Regions from separate parts of the Mus musculus genome. Here region 2 is linked to region 1. A link is a contact called in public HiChIP or PLAC-seq data. All regions are on one chromosome and are shown on one strand. The core of a region is the stretch at or near the end of the contact, and the rest is flanking DNA. Distances in the headings are between cores, read along the strand shown.

Region 1 (2,700 bases), core at 22-2,521:
ATTTTAAAAAAGACAATGGATTCCAGGGTAATTTTTGGGCTGCAGTAAAATAGGGGGGGGGTGTTATTGGCCCTTAGCAGGAAAACAGAAAAAAAAAATTAGATTATTTGAACTCTAAGCCAAGCCTTTGATGAGAAGTCAAAGTTCCTGTAAGTTTGGAAGTCATTAGATGATAAAATAAATAAAGGCGGGCTGGGGATTTCCTCTAGAAACACAGTGCTTGCTTAGACAGTGTTAAGGCCCTGGGGTTCTGTCCCCAGCAGTGGCAGGAGTCAGAGAAGGATGGTTACCACAGCTAACTTCTTGGGCTTGAGGTGTTTGTCAGTGATGTCATGAGCTACTCAGGGGGCTGAGGCAGCAGGACCCCAATTTTGAGGCCTTCCTGTGCTGCAGAGTAAGCTCAAGCCCAGACTGTATAACTCAGTGAGACTGTCTCAAAATAAAGAGAGCTGGGGGAACAGCTCTGTAGAAGAGCACATACAAGGCCATGGCTCAATCTCCAGGATTCAACAAACAGAAAGGAGGAAAGAGAAAAAGGAGTAAGCAAATATCAGTCTTTACTTTCTATCAAATGAAATGTCACATATAGGGTATTAGTGCTACATGCTCCTATTTCTCTGCAAGAGACATTTACATATCATTTTTAGAAAACCCCTCCATCTCCAGCTGCAGGGCATCTGCCACTCAAGTCTTCTGACCTCAAAGCAACAGTACCCATGTGCATATGCTCCTCCAGACACAAAAGGATGCACACGATTACGTACAAATGATCTTTAAAAATCAGGTAAGCTCAGTGGTTAAGAGCACTGATTGCTCTTCCTAAGGTCCTGAGTTCAAATCCCAGAAACCACATGGTAGCTCACAACCATCCATAATGAGATCTGACGCCCTCTTCTGGGGTGTCTGAAGACAGCTACAGTGTACTTACATATAATAAATAAATAAATCTTTTTAAAAATTCATGTAAACAGATCACCTGTAATGGAGCTATAAACTCAACCCCAATGACAGGACATTCTTTAGAATAATGCATACTAGCCTGGCGGTGGTGGCGCACGCCTTTAATCCCAGCACTTGGGAGGCAGAGGCAGGCGGATTTCTGAGTTCAAGGCCAGCCTGGTCTACAAAGTGAGTTCCAGAACAGCCACGGCTACACAGAGAAACCCTGTCTCAAAAAAACAACAACAAAAAACCAGAATAATGCACACTAAGTGTCAGCAGCGGAGCTGTGGGTGACAGTGACGAAACACCACTTCCTGCCAGAATGCCACAAAGGCTGCTTAGGACAGCAACACAGCAGCAGAGACAAAACAGGGTCAGAGAAGCTTCTGGGGACAAGGAAATGAAGTGGGCCAGAGTGGGAGAGGAAGGAGGAGGGGTGTCAGAAGTAAAAACAGGTCTGGATAATTTACTCTGATAGAAAAGATTATGAGAAGATTAGAAAATTAATCTAGAGCCTCAACAGTAAGTAAGCCTCCCTTGACCTCTTCCTTCAATTAAAACAAATGTGAACTATGATCAATATTTACTTAACCCATCCCTAGAATGTTACATCTACTTTAGGAAGTAATTTAAGAACTCACGATAATCAGCTTCATGCCAGAAATCCTGACTGCCCCAACTGTCAAAGACAATCCTGCAGAAAACAGGCAACACAATCACCACAGAAACAAACGCTGACATCAAATTCTGACCTTCTATTAACAGTAAGATGATTGGGTACTTTTCTGTTTTTAGGAAGTCATGATTACTCAAGCAGTTTCAGAGGCGCAGGACTGATGCCAAGAGCATCTTTGTTTAACCATCATCATTAGCATTGATAAATACTGACTGGGTACCAAGTGGGTGTAGAGAGCATGCTAGCTCAATGACAGAGAAAGAGGATGGAGGCATGCACAGCAAACATTCAAGGGACTGAGGAGAGACTGGCACTGTATACATACAAGAATGACACGGCAAGGACAACAAGGGAATTGGCCAAAAGGGAGAACAGTTGCTACAGTCTTCACAGTTTGCTTTGCACCTCAGTTTACTTTGTTTTATCTATTCCCACTAGCTCAGAGAAGTTAGCCCTATCTTCAAAATCATTCCATAGAGACGCAGTGGGTCTAGAAGGGTAAACGAATGAGTCAGAGGTCACACTAGCTCGAAACAGACCTCTGGTGCCAGAGCCCAGTCCTTGTTTTCAACTATACCCTGTTTGTTAAAAAATGAAGCAAACCCACATGACAAACTAAGAACAAAATAATTACACTTCAGAAGGGAAAAAGGCTTCAAAACTGATTTTTGAAAATGAGAAGCTGAACAGACTTAGCTGGTGGGAAGGTGCTGTGATGCAGATCCCAAATGATCAGGGTTACAATCTTGACTCTGTCATTTACCAGCTTGGTAACATTAGGCAAGTTATGTAACTTTCCTGTGCTTATAAAATAGGCATGATGAGGTTCTTGCCAGGATTTAAGCAACTGTGTTGAGAATCACACAGTGTCTGGCACAAAGGGGAAAGGAATGAGGTGGCAGCCATCATTATCATCCTTACAAGGAGGAGGAAGGGTAGAGTTTATTAAGTCTTAGTACCAGGAGCTGTGCCAGATGTTGGACATACATAATTCATCCACCAGTAAGGAGTGCCATCAAGTAACCTTCTCAAGGTCAGAAGTTAGCAAGCTGGGCAGGGGATTAAAATATGAACTCAGGACT
Region 2 (2,700 bases), core at 142-2,641, 690 kb after region 1:
AAACCCTCAGCCCTGGATTGTTGTCTACTTGAAATGGGTCAATCCTACGGTCTTATCAGTAAACGGCCTGTCTGGCAGCCCGCTTCCGGTTTCAGGCAGAGATCTCTCCAGTTTATTTTAGTTCCTTTATCTTCCTAGTGAGATTAGGATCCACCCAGCCAGAAAACTAGTGTTTCTTTGTTAAAGCAGCAGGCCTTGGGCCTGACATTTCTCCAGCTAGGTAAACATCAGGGATGCCAAACAGTGGGCTGGGCTGGCAGCTGGTCCACAGCAACAGGGGTTGTGGGAAGCCAGCAGGGAGGGCCCCCACCAGTCTTCTGGGGGCAGAACACCGAGGACTTCTCTTTCCTGGTGGGCCAGTACGAGGCAGCAAATAGGAAAGCACTTCCGGAGGCAGCGAGGGACGCTACAACTGGGGAGTAAGAGCAAGCCTACTAGAACACTGAACCCACCCCCAGCAGACTCCACCTGCCTGTCTTTACATTCTGCACATCTAGTCTTCCACTGCCCTAAGGGTTGGAAAGAGGACTCTCTCTACTCTCACTTTACCCAAAAATCACCTCGCTTCTGCCGTCGGAATTCTTTTTTTTTTTTTTTTTTGTTTTTTGTTTTGTTTTGTTTTGTTGTTTTTCGAGACAGGGTTTCTCTGTATAGCCCTGGCTGTCCTGGAACTCATTCTGTAGACCAGGCTGGCCTTGAACTCAGAAATCCGCCTGCCTCTGCCTCCCAAGTGCTGGGATTAAAGGCGAGTGCCATCATGCCCGGCTGCCGTCTGAATTCTTAACTGTCCTATGGAGTAAAGTGGCAATATCCCGGACATTCCTGACAACGACTAGGAGGATGCTGGTGATCTGCCAGCATCCTAACACGAACCCAGCATTGGGGTGGGGGTGGGTGTGTGCGTGGCTCAATGGTAGAGTGTCTGACCATCATACTCAAGGCTCTGGATTCCATCTCCAGCCCAGCAAAACAAACAAAAATCCATACCAGAGAGAGCCTGGGGCCTCCTGGAAGAGCCAGCTCCTTTACAGAGTGCTGGAGCCAATTGTAACTGTTGGGAAGTGGAGGTAGAGGCATAGGCAGACTTCAGTCATCCCCCTGCTTCCTGCAGAGGTCAGAGAAAAGGGGGGAGGGGCCAAGCGGATGCCACATTAATGAATGGGTCTCCTGGCACTCCAACTCATCCAGATGTATGACTCCCTTTTCTCTGAATTCCGGAGACCAGGTTAGCAAGTATCTAGAGCCTGGGACTCATGGCCTTAGGCACTATCACCAGTGAATATATACGCCCATCCCACCCCCTTAACCCAGCCCTCAAGAAATGCCTCCCTCTTCCTCCCTAGACATATTTAGACTCGATTTCCCAATTTCACTTCCTGTGTTGCAATTTCCCTAAGCATGTGACTTAATGTTTATCAACTGTCACCAGGCAGAGGCGGAGATGGTGGAGAGCGGCCTCCTACATTGCCTTCCTAGTCCACAAAAACTAGACCCACCTGTCCCCCTACCCTGGCCAGGTGTCTCCTCCACGTGTTTGGTTCTAGGATCTATGCTTTTTGTTCCTAGTGACAATAGGTCAAAGGTACTGGTATTCTTGGCTTTAACCACCTAGCTTTCTTTTAAAAAAAAAAAAAACAACAAAAACTATTTAAAGGTCTACCCACCCACCCCACCACCACCCACACCCATGCACGCATGCCCGCACACATGGGTTTCTTTGCAGATGATATCCCAAGAGGCCTTTGTTCCTGAGGTTGAGTCTCACTTTCAGGCTTCCTGGTGGTCCTGGAGGACATTGCCTGCTGAATTCACAGTTTGGGCCCTTGGTTTGAAACCAGGAACTGGGACAGACAGGTCTGCTGTCATTGAGCACTGGTGTGAGCAGTTCTCACTGGGTGTAAATGTTGACACCCAGAAGTCACAGCAAGCAGCACACTTGAGGAAGGCTCAGGTGTTCAGGTGATCACTATACTGCAGGGTCCTCCTCTGGGCCCCAGGGGGGTGACAGGAGACTCCAGTTAAGTCCAGAGAGGGAGCTAGCTTGCTGTGTTCTTAAGGCCTCACCTTTTCAAAAGGCACCCAGCGCCTTAGGCAGGTCACTTACCCTCCCAGAGCTCATTTGTCACACCACACGGTCTAGGAGACTCCAGGTCTGAAGAGGCCACAATTTTCCCATCATTTCTGTGCTTCTCTCCATAGTCTCGTTCACCCTTCAGTTTAATGGAGTGTGTTGTTTGTCTTTCCTGTAATAATGGGACTGTAATTCAGCCAAGAAGTTTGATGGGCTATTAATTTTATTACACCATCAGTCTTGATTCCCAAACATAGGCTCAGATGGGCTCTGGCTTTAAAAGTCCAGGGACCGGAACTCTGCACTAAAAAGAAGAACGCATGTATGTGCAAGAGGGCCTGGGCTCTGGAAATGATATCTTCATTCTGTCTACGGCTGGCATGCGCTTCACTCATGTTGGCTGGAAGTTTCTAGAATGAAGCTGCTGACCTGTGGATTGGGACTCATGTGCTACCCTCTGTGCACATCACAGACACACCACACACCACACCACACACACACATACATTAAAAGCCAAACAGCTTGGTGCTGATGGCACATACTTGTAATCCTAGGATTTGGGAAGCAGAGGGAGGCAGATCTCTGTGAGTTTAAAGCCAGCCTGGCAGCCTGGTCTACAGAATGAGTTC

Evidence for each region. HiChIP or PLAC-seq counts read pairs in DNA pulled down with a chosen protein or histone mark.
Region 2: an H3K27ac HiChIP or PLAC-seq map of acute myeloid leukemia shows a contact between it and region 1, with 4 times the contacts expected there. The contact joins two enhancer-like sites. A contact is called at or near these places in 1 of 39 promoter capture datasets (cranial neural crest), 1 of 15 datasets of contacts at CTCF or cohesin (large pre-B cells), 2 of 115 datasets of contacts at active chromatin or transcription factors (acute myeloid leukemia and bone marrow-derived macrophages) and 1 of 9 other capture datasets (embryonic stem cells).

The regions. Positions count from the first base shown.
Region 1 is chr11:78,598,975-78,601,674 of GRCm38.p6, forward strand. All of the region lies in intron 3 of Nlk (nemo like kinase), which reads right to left. Among named protein-coding and RNA genes, the nearest start is that of Tmem97, 50 kb to the left of the region's middle. Within about 2 kb of position 1,272, at least 86 of the 459 cell types and tissues checked have an H3K27ac peak or open chromatin away from gene starts, as enhancers often do. A contact at or near this core is called in acute myeloid leukemia and bone marrow-derived macrophages, where this site is marked.
Region 2 is chr11:79,286,325-79,289,024 of GRCm38.p6, forward strand. No RefSeq gene overlaps it. Among named protein-coding and RNA genes, the nearest start is that of Gm30561, 18 kb to the right of the region's middle. Within about 2 kb of position 1,392, at least 116 of the 459 cell types and tissues checked have an H3K27ac peak or open chromatin away from gene starts, as enhancers often do. A contact at or near this core is called in acute myeloid leukemia and bone marrow-derived macrophages, where this site is marked.